2 separate regions of the Gasterosteus aculeatus genome follow, and region 2 is linked to region 1. Evidence: chromatin contacts called from public Hi-C data. All regions are on one chromosome and are shown on one strand. The core of a region is the stretch at or near the end of the contact, and the rest is flanking DNA. Distances in the headings are between cores, read along the strand shown. Region 1 has its middle 15 kb from the start of LOC120820273. Region 2 overlaps LOC144409417 (a long non-coding RNA gene).

The links. Hi-C and Micro-C count contacts between places; a contact is called where the count stands out from the background.
Region 2: a Hi-C map of blood and trunk muscle shows a contact between it and region 1, with 2.4 times the contacts expected there. The contact joins two enhancer-like sites. A contact is called at or near these places in 3 of 6 Hi-C or Micro-C datasets (blood and trunk muscle, tail fin and whole body).

Annotation. Positions count from the first base shown.
Region 1 is chr6:6,220,611-6,225,244 of fGasAcu3.hap1.1, reverse strand. No RefSeq gene overlaps it. Among protein-coding and RNA genes, the nearest start is that of LOC120820273, 15 kb to the right of the region's middle. Within about 2 kb of position 3,239, at least 5 of the 9 cell types and tissues checked have open chromatin away from gene starts, as enhancers often do.
Region 2 is chr6:6,256,669-6,261,476 of fGasAcu3.hap1.1, reverse strand. All of the region lies in intron 1 of LOC144409417 (a long non-coding RNA gene), which reads left to right. Among protein-coding and RNA genes, the nearest start is that of LOC144409416, 14 kb to the left of the region's middle. Within about 2 kb of position 3,291, at least 4 of the 9 cell types and tissues checked have open chromatin away from gene starts, as enhancers often do.

The sequences.
Region 1 (4,634 bases), core at 1,990-4,489:
AGAAATGTGTTTACAGCTTGCATGGTTAAGCAAGCAGCATTTAGAGGCCCGGTTTTTACTCATAGCTTTCTGTCTTTCAGCTAAATTATGCTTGGTCTCCTTGCTAATAAGTTCGAAATTTAAAAAGTTTGATAATCAGCCTGCTGGGACCGTCTCTGATGTGCAGTCAGGTCTTCGGTGAGAGCAGGAGCGCTGCGCTCTACATTGCTGCTCCGCCGGTTCCCCTCCACCAAAAACCACGGGGCCTGAGATCTGGGCCGTGTTACTGGAAGTAACGGAGGCAAAACCCGGACTTAGAGCAGACCTTCAGACCGTGCTGCAGAACAACGAGAGGGTTTCTGAAGGGTTTCTGGTGCTTGGAAACAAAACGGCTTTAATGCAAAACGACTGACAAAATCAACACAAAAGTTGCTCAGCTCAGATATTGGGCTTCAGTGGCGAGATTAATGCCGCTAGCATTCTAATTAAACAATATGACATTTATAAAGAATCAATTGGAGCGCAAATTTGAAACAAAAGATGATGTAGTTTTTCTCTCCAGATTATCTCGTTGGGATCTTGCAATGCTCATAAATGTCTCCAACCACTTTCATGGTTGAACAAAAGTGAAACATGCAAGTGTTTGTCTGCATGTCATAAAGCTTTTAATCATCAGTGGTATAAATGTTGATAATATAATATTTTAAAATAAACCATCAAGTCTGGAGTTTCTCTGGTATAATAGAGCGCTGCAACCCATTTCCACTATGTGAGTCTGTTCTTGGCTCAAAACACACAAAATATCCTCCTGCTTGTTTTGGGTTAAGGAGCAGTTGGACTTTAGCAGAGACCTAAAAATATGTTATATAATATTATTTGTTATTCACTGTTTTATCTTCTGAGGTTTATGCTCCAGCCACTCACTTTGTCTGTTTGACTTATTTAGTATTGAAAGGCTGAATCAGTTAATGTTTAATTTAAAATCCAATATGTCACTGACCTGAATGGATTTTACATCTAATGATGACTGCATCATGGTAGCAACTTACTGCACCCACACAGTGTTTACATGGTTAAAAACCCTTGGGATCGGCTTGATGCTCATCGGCCTCAGTCACGTCTTGATGTACAACACTTGGTTTTTTGGGAGGGGAAACCAAGAGAAGAAAAAAAAACGGTGGTACGGTTGCTATTAACATGCCACAACCCAAGGCCTCATAAATCACACCAGGGACAATCCCTTACTGTAAAACACTCCAAGGCACACTGTAAAATGTAGGGCGGTAGAGCAAGGGAGGGTTAATGTCTGGATGTGTGTGTGTGTGTGTGTGTTGAGCTGGGCCTGAGGGGGGGGGGGGTAACGGAAAAAAGCGAATGGTGATAAGATTGAAATAACTCAGCAGTGTGTTTACTTTAGGAGTCAGTGGTGCTGGTCGTAGTCCAGGCCAGCTGAGAGCTGTCTGCAAAAACGAGCGATCAGGGAGGAAGATGCGTGCGTGTGTGTCTGTGTGTCTTTGCGTTCGTTCCTCAGCGGTCAATGGGCTGAAGAAGCCAGTAGCTTGCATCATACACAATAAAGCCAGGAATGCTCTCAATCTGGCAGGATCTTTCTCGCCGTCTGTCTCTCTCCATCTTGGATTCTCTCTCTCTCTCTCTCTCTCTCTCTCTCTCTCTCTCTCTCTCTCTCTCTCTCCCCTTATCTCCAGGATTTACCGTGGATCAGTGCGCCCACGCTGCAGCCAATCACCACCGTCCCGAAGCCTTTTGTGCAAAGCGCGAGTGTGTTTTTTGAGATATGTGTAACCAGTGGACCGCAAAATCTAAACACATGCATGCACGCAAGCATACGTACACATGGGTCTTAGCCTGCACTCATTCCACATTCTGATCAGTTTGAACACAGGTTTACTCGTTTGGATGAACACACAAAAAGACCATTTAATTTGATGGATATGAAAACAGGATGAAAGCAACAGTTATATTTCTCCCTTGTGTTCAGTTATAAAAGCCCAAATTGTTCAAGGGAGAAGAAGGATCAATTTGAATTTAAATTGCACTGCTGAGCTGTGTTCGACAATGAATGACCGAAACACACTTGTTGACACGTCTTGGTGTTCCTTTACATGCGGGACAAATTAAGCTAAACCCCCGATTCATTTTGGGTTCCCGACCAATAGTTCATGAAAGCGGAATATAATGCTCTGGTGTTTTCCTATTAGGACAGTTCCCCCCTGTCTTTACACGTTCTGCTGCTTCTCATTCTCACAGATGAGGATTGGTATCTATTTTTCAAGAGAGGGATACTTCCCTGGTGGTGGGAGCCATGATACTTTACAGATGTGTGTATGAGGGAGTTTGTGTGTGTGTGTGTGTGGGAGTGCGAACACAGCGGTGCCGTTTCAACCGATCTTATTCTTGGATTTACGAGCAGGCCCATCACATGAAGGGAGCTCCCGCAGCCGGTTTCGTCTTAACGCAGCGACTGCAGACCCGAGATGCGTTCATGCGCTCGTTTTTGCACGCAGGCTGGGAGGCTTCGCTCTCCCCCGTCAGCCAGCTCAAAAAGCGGGAACCAAGAAGCAACAATCGTGCATTTATTAACCACAGCAGTCCTTCCATAAAACCTGTATAATCCCATTATAAACACATGACTCATCAAAGACCTGCATTACCAACCAGCACGGACAAAGGATGGAGACGCCTACCTCTCCATAATGAGAGACAGGCTGATTGAACGGCGAGCAGACTCGGAGGCAGCCAGCGCTCATCATCCGGGTCACTGTGTTACAAAAGATGAGGAGAGCTTTTGTCATGTTAGGACACTTTCTTTTGTCTTTGTGTGTATTAGTGTCTTTTTGTCCCAAAAGTTGACAGCTAAAACATTATAATACCAAATGTCATTGGGTTAATACTAAAAAGTGCTTTACAAAAAGCAGGAAAACAAAGAAAAAAACATCCTAAATATTGTTTGGGCTCTTCAAACACCGGTGCTTCTTCCCAAAAACGTTTTTCAAAATTGCTGTACCTTTTATATTCACACTGTAGTACAGATGTTTGTGTGTGTGTGTGTGTGTGTGTGTGGCAACAGGAAAGTGTGAGAGTGTGACCTTTGCCCTTGGCGATGTTCCGGCAGGCCTGTGTCCTTACTTGACGATTGGGTGTCTCTCAGCAACTACAGCTAACCTCCAACCGCTGACTCATGCACACACACAAACACCCACGCACACACAAACACTCACACAAACACTCATACGGAACATCTGCACCGACTGCACACGCCCAGGCCTGTCACAAGTGTTGCAATCAGTATTAACAGAATTACACAGGTATGTTCATGCAAGAACACTTTCATGGGTCCTTTTGTTTCTCAACACGAGCACACAAACATGAACACACGTACTTCCACTGCAGGCTGCACTACATGCATTCAAACACGGGAGCCCGGTATCACTTCCAGGGCTCCAATACGAACGCTCGAGCAGTGGCCCCTCAGCGCCTCGATGGCAACGCACGTTAACAGCGTATTTATTTTACTTTCTAACTCCAACCAGGAGCTTTTGTCGTCTAAAACTATATGCAATTATTTCCCAGCGTTAACCAGGAAAGCAGCTACTCACGAAAGAGTAGGGATGAGATTGCGTATTATTTTGGCTTAAAGCCTTTCAACAAACGACATTGGTCTAATTTTCCAAATCCTTGTGATATCACATCTGAGATGTTTCGCTCATATTTCAGGGGTTGCTACTACTCTCATGGGAGACAATATCATGAGCACAACTAAGTTACCGGTCTAGTTTCGCTTTGTTTATCGAACCAAGCATACAGACAGGAAACGTAAGGAAACAGCTAACTAGTGTTCTCTGCCCAAAGGTAACAAAATCTACCTCTTAACACGTCTAATTAGGGGTTTCACTTGTACAAACAGCAGCTGGGCACGGCAGCGCGCTCGAGTCTCTTCTGCATATTAATGGTGGAAAGATAGTGATGTCAGTCTTTTCATCAAACTCTCGGCCAGCAGAAGAAAAAAATATATTCAACTAAATGTTAAGCCTATATGTTAATGCCATGACAATGTTTTATAAACTGGAACAGGGTTTCCGCTGTAACATCTCCTCGTGTGCGCAAGGCTTCAATTGAAAAAGTCCCTGTGAGCGGTGTTACGTTTTACACACTGCGTATTCGTAAACCGCGTCGTCTCCAGGAACAGATTCTCACATTTTCAAAGGGAGGTTGCAGCACAGGACCTGCACCTGATTTGTATTGTTACCTGAATAGCACTTGGTTCAAGTCATGTGCATTGCAGTCTTCATTTGACATTAGGGAGATTGTGACGCAGGCTGGCGCTCCAGCGGCTATGAGAAACAGACTTCGGATGCTGCGGGGGAAGGTCGAGAGAGAATTAGCATTTCTGTCACATTTTCATGTCTTCAAATGAAATTTGTGAAAATACTGTAGGTTTAAATAAAGCACAACTAAAGCCAGATGAAAATGAAACCATCTGACATTTTGAAATCGAGTTCAGACAAAAAAAGGGGAAAACAGTGAGCAGTGTAGCAGAGCAAAAGGCAGTTAAAATGAAGGTCTATAACTCATTTAGTTGGCTTCGTGGCCAGTTGGAAGATCCCAGGGAACCCAGAGATCCAATTCATTTCCAT
Region 2 (4,808 bases), core at 2,042-4,541, 36 kb before region 1:
ACTATGACATCCAGATGTGCATGCACCTACGTTTACAACATCTATCGACACATCACACATTCCCAAAAACTGTGAGGCTGATCACTACACCCCATAACATCTCCTACAGGTTTATGAACCTGCTCGTTTTTCATTTTTCATTTTGTGCCTTTTTTTTTCTACTCTCCTTTACTTTGACATTCTAAACGACAATTTGGCAGATTGTTGGAACAACGTTTAAACTTCTTCCAGATGGACCGTCGATGGGTCGCCTGAAAAGAAGGCCTTGTTTCATGGAATCAAAGCGAAGTCAGACCTAATTACATCAGAGAGTGACATTGTGGAGGGAAAGCAAAGAAAAAGAAAGTGGCTCACGAGGAAAGCTAATGTCTCAGGTGTTTCACTACTCCTACTTCACATCTACAACCTGTCCCTACTTTCTATATCCGGTCTGTCTGCTTCTATTGAACCAGAGTCCAAACATTACCCCCCTTTTTCCATTGGCCGAGTCATATCCTGGGAAGTTTTCTGCACCTTAAGACAACATCTAGACCTCCAATGAGGCATGTGTTTTCCTCTAAACTTGGCCCCAGACCAAAATCCAGATATCCAGTGCTGGTTTGGATGGCTCGAGGCAGAACATGTTTCCTGAATATTCCATCACCCATCCGATTAGTCGCCTCAGCTCTCACTAGCAAACGCACCATCATGACTCCCTTGTTGTGCACTTGGACAGCGGTGATTGATTTTACGCTATTAATAAAGAGGACAAAGTGCAACACAAATATAGCTGCTGTCTCCTGCTGCTGATAGAGCATCTGCTGGCCCCATTACTCTGTGCTCAGTTAACCTTGAAATACTGAGGAGATGACGAATACACAAACATACACACACACACATGTGCAGACAAATTAGTTTTAACTGTCAGTTCAGCCAGACTTGGAAGTTGCTCGCTGGGTTTCTCCCAAGAATTGCAGACACATACACCCATGCAGAAGATAAAACAAACACTTAAACATGTTCATCATGGAGCTGCAGCTGATCACACACATTCCTTCAGTTCTGATGTTCAGATGACTTCCAGTTCAGACCGATGAAGGAGGTCAGAGTAGATCTATCAAAGGCACAGTGAGTAGTTTGGGGCACTGTATTGGCTTTTTATAAACTAGGCGAATATACTGCGTTAGCATGCAGCATGTAGCTAACTAGTTAGCTAAACATCCCGGTGTAGAAGTCTCTACAGAAGCGTCATATATCTACGGCTTCCCTTTCACGTGGCTCCGTTGTCTGATTGTGAGGTCAGGCCGATCTGGGTCCACCTGTTTTACTTCTCGTACCGAGTTCGGGTCGGGTCTTCTTGGAAGGACACTGCAGGTGGCCGCTCATGTTATGTTGTTAAAGACTCGCCCTGACGAGAGCGCGAGCCCAAATCTAAATGTGTTTCAGGATGTTAAAATTATAATGTCACTCATTAACTTTATCAGTGATTGGCTCGCTGCCTCTTAGACCCGCCCCTTGGGGCCGTGCCCGAGCTCAGCTGAGACATGTGGAGAGGACGTGCAGGAAAAGCATATATTTAGTGCAGATATCATAATTTACAAATATTACCGGGTATATAATCCACGTTTCAAAAATACAAATAAACAAATATTGACTATTTGTAAAAGGTATTTTTAATATTAATATAAGTAAAATGCACTGTTATTATTATTGATTACTTGAAACTAATAGTAAGTCCTGTTTCTGTTATCTTACGATCCAAGCCATCCAACTCTACAGGAAGATGATGAGTCCTTCATGTTGTGCCACAATGTTTCTAACGTAGCCCCAAAACTGTCTTCAGCAAGAGGCTTTTGCATTTTTTTTTTACTTACCTAAAGGCCACCGTAGCTCTCTGGTGTGAAATTGTGGTAAGGTGAGCCACCATGTGTTAAACTTACACTACCGCTACATAACAATATATCCTACACACTGCTGCTTTAAAGCGTGACCAAAACATTAGGTGGCCAAGACGGGCCAAATGTACTATTAGTTATCCAACATGACAACCTGTCTTTTTGGACAGCTGCAATACCATAATAGACCCGAGGCACACGTTTGCTAGTGCCACCGGGATATCCAAAAAAATACAACAGTCCTAACTTTTCAATATTGTTTTCAAATTAATTTCTATTTAGTTTTGTTTTTTGCCCTCTTTAGTTTTATTTTTTTCAGGGCCAGCTATAATGTCCAAGATACATCCAAAAGACATTGCTGGAGTCTTGTGCTGTGAGTGAGTGAGTGAGTGAGTAAATGGGTAAGAGAGTGTGCACCTCTACGTCTGTTCACGGTGCACAATATTTGGCGGGGCTCAGTATTAGCTGATATCTCAAGGACCGCTCATTGCAGGGGTGACTCATTTTCATTTAGCTTTTTATTTTGGTTTACTATAATAACGCTGGAATTTCCCCCGTGGAGCACATCACTGCGAAGCAAATACTGTAATAAATCGCCTCTAGAGTTGCTAAATGTTCGCCTGTGTTTGCCAGCTAGCTCCTGGCTGACAAACTTTGTATGCTTGCTGTTTGTTGCAGAGCAGATATTATACAGCGGATTCAATAGAGCCAGTTCACTGAAACCAGCAGCGTGCTGCTGCAGGAACCAATGAGCTGAAGGACGATGAGATGCACCATTCCTTCTTAATCCAGCTGTTCCCATTTACCAAGTGTGCACTGTGAGATGTCCTTGTGAGCCATGACTTATTAAATTTATTTTTAGTTGAGAAATAAAGTTAAAATGTTTTAGTTTGTTCTGCTCTTTAGTATTTGAATGGCAAAAGTCAGTTGGCTTTTAAATAACCCCCCAGCACAACACTGTATTTTCCTCGGGGCTTTTTCTTTTTCCCGTATTTCGGACATTTCTGTGGCAGGGGAACCGTATCTTTCCCCCGAGATGACTATTACACAGTTGGACAGTAAAATCACAATAGTTTGCTTTCCTGCTGATCCATAGAATAATAAAACACTGTTTCATCGGCCTCTATTTTCATTCCACATGCAAGGCATTTTGCAGAAACAACCCCGCTGCCGTGCTGCTCGCCATTAACCGGTTATCTGGGAAATAATATTTTTGCTCTGCATTAGCATAGCATAGGAATATGGACCAAAGCGGAGAGCTTTGACATAACAAGGCAACAAATCACTGGCGGGCAGACAAGCCGACGCACAAACGGACGGGCAAGATCTCACAGGCCAGGACACACAATACTGTACAACACACACACACACACAGACTGTAATCATAGCCCACAATACGTCAGCAGGGTAGTTATTGTGTCGAGCAGTGTAAACAGGAAACATGTCGCAGGACCTTGTGATTCGTCATCGGACCTCCCAAAGCTTCGGTACACGGCCGAACAATGCTAAATGATGCTAAAAATACACACACACGTCTGTCAACATCTGCACATCTCTGTCTGAATGTGTGTGTGAAAATCTACTGCACAGTGTGTGTTGGTAAGGAGGGAAGAGGCACAAACAAACTTGTGGTTTGTTCTGGAGAATGGGGCAATTTCCTCAGTACACACAGGTCACAACAGGATAAAACCTTGGAGCGAAGCTGCACGGAGAACGAATATGGGATGATGAATTTCCTCTTGTGGAGTTTATTGATAAGACAATAATTGCTTTCATTTGCAGATTTAATACACATTTACAAAAGTAAGCTGCCTGCCATTTGGAGTTTTAAACATAAGGAGCTGTATTGTACGTGACACGGAGCATGAAATGCCAGCACGAGGGTTAATTGTTCATTGTTAAAGGTTAATTAAAAGGTGATATGTGATGACAAAGTCGCGAGTCTTTAATGGAGAAGATGAATCTCTGACGACCGGACAGAATGTGTGGGGAGAGACAATGATACCTCAAAGAGACAGCAGAAAGATGATCGGCTACCCGTGTATCGGTTTCTTTGGGCTTATTGAATGGAAGAGACCAGCTGTACAATGTACAACATTTGATATCATGATTGACAGCCCCGAACAATGACAGCAAGAAAACAATGAGTGAGCATGCCTGAGGAATAAAATAGAGCGTATAGTCCTCCTGGCTGAACTTACAAAATCAGTACTGTGACAAGCTGAGCGTTTTAATGTCTTCAACCATACGGAAAAGGAACAATCCACACGGACACAAATACCTTGACAAAATGCCTCAGCCATAGTGGGAAAGCTCACTCACATTAAATCTGGTCACACTCATTGAACAATGTGTCAGAATTCCCTCTGAACTCCTGTTTGGTGACACAGAGGATCCATCATCTGGAGTCACTGGGATAAAAGCTATCACCAGGTCTAAATCCCGGCCCAGCAGCAGAGTAAAGAGAAATATCGTCGCCACCACAGTAACATCTATGGACTTGCCAGAGAGCAAATGAGCCAACGCGAGATCCAGAGCGGAGGCCCGCAAAGCTGGACGGCTTTGTCGAGCTGGTAGTAACTCGTCGGAGGAGCGCAGATGGTTAAAGGGAAGGAAACTTCTCTTTGAGAATGGAAAAGGGAGTTCGCTTGGCAGGGTTACGTGTCGGTCACTTGGTTGGGATTACGAGAGGCCCTGGAGATTTAGCTGAAGCGTTTGAGCAAACTTGGAACTGGTAAGGACACCAGACTTTTCCCACTGTGTATGAAGGGGAAGTCGGCAAAATGAGATCTCCTCATGTAAACCTCTGTCTTGATACTTCAGCCACAAATGTCGGTAAATGTCACGTCATGGTGGAACTGCGGCCTAACGACAGGATTTAAATGGTTTGATCCCAAAGCTTTACATTTTGCTCACTTACTTCCAAAAATGTGT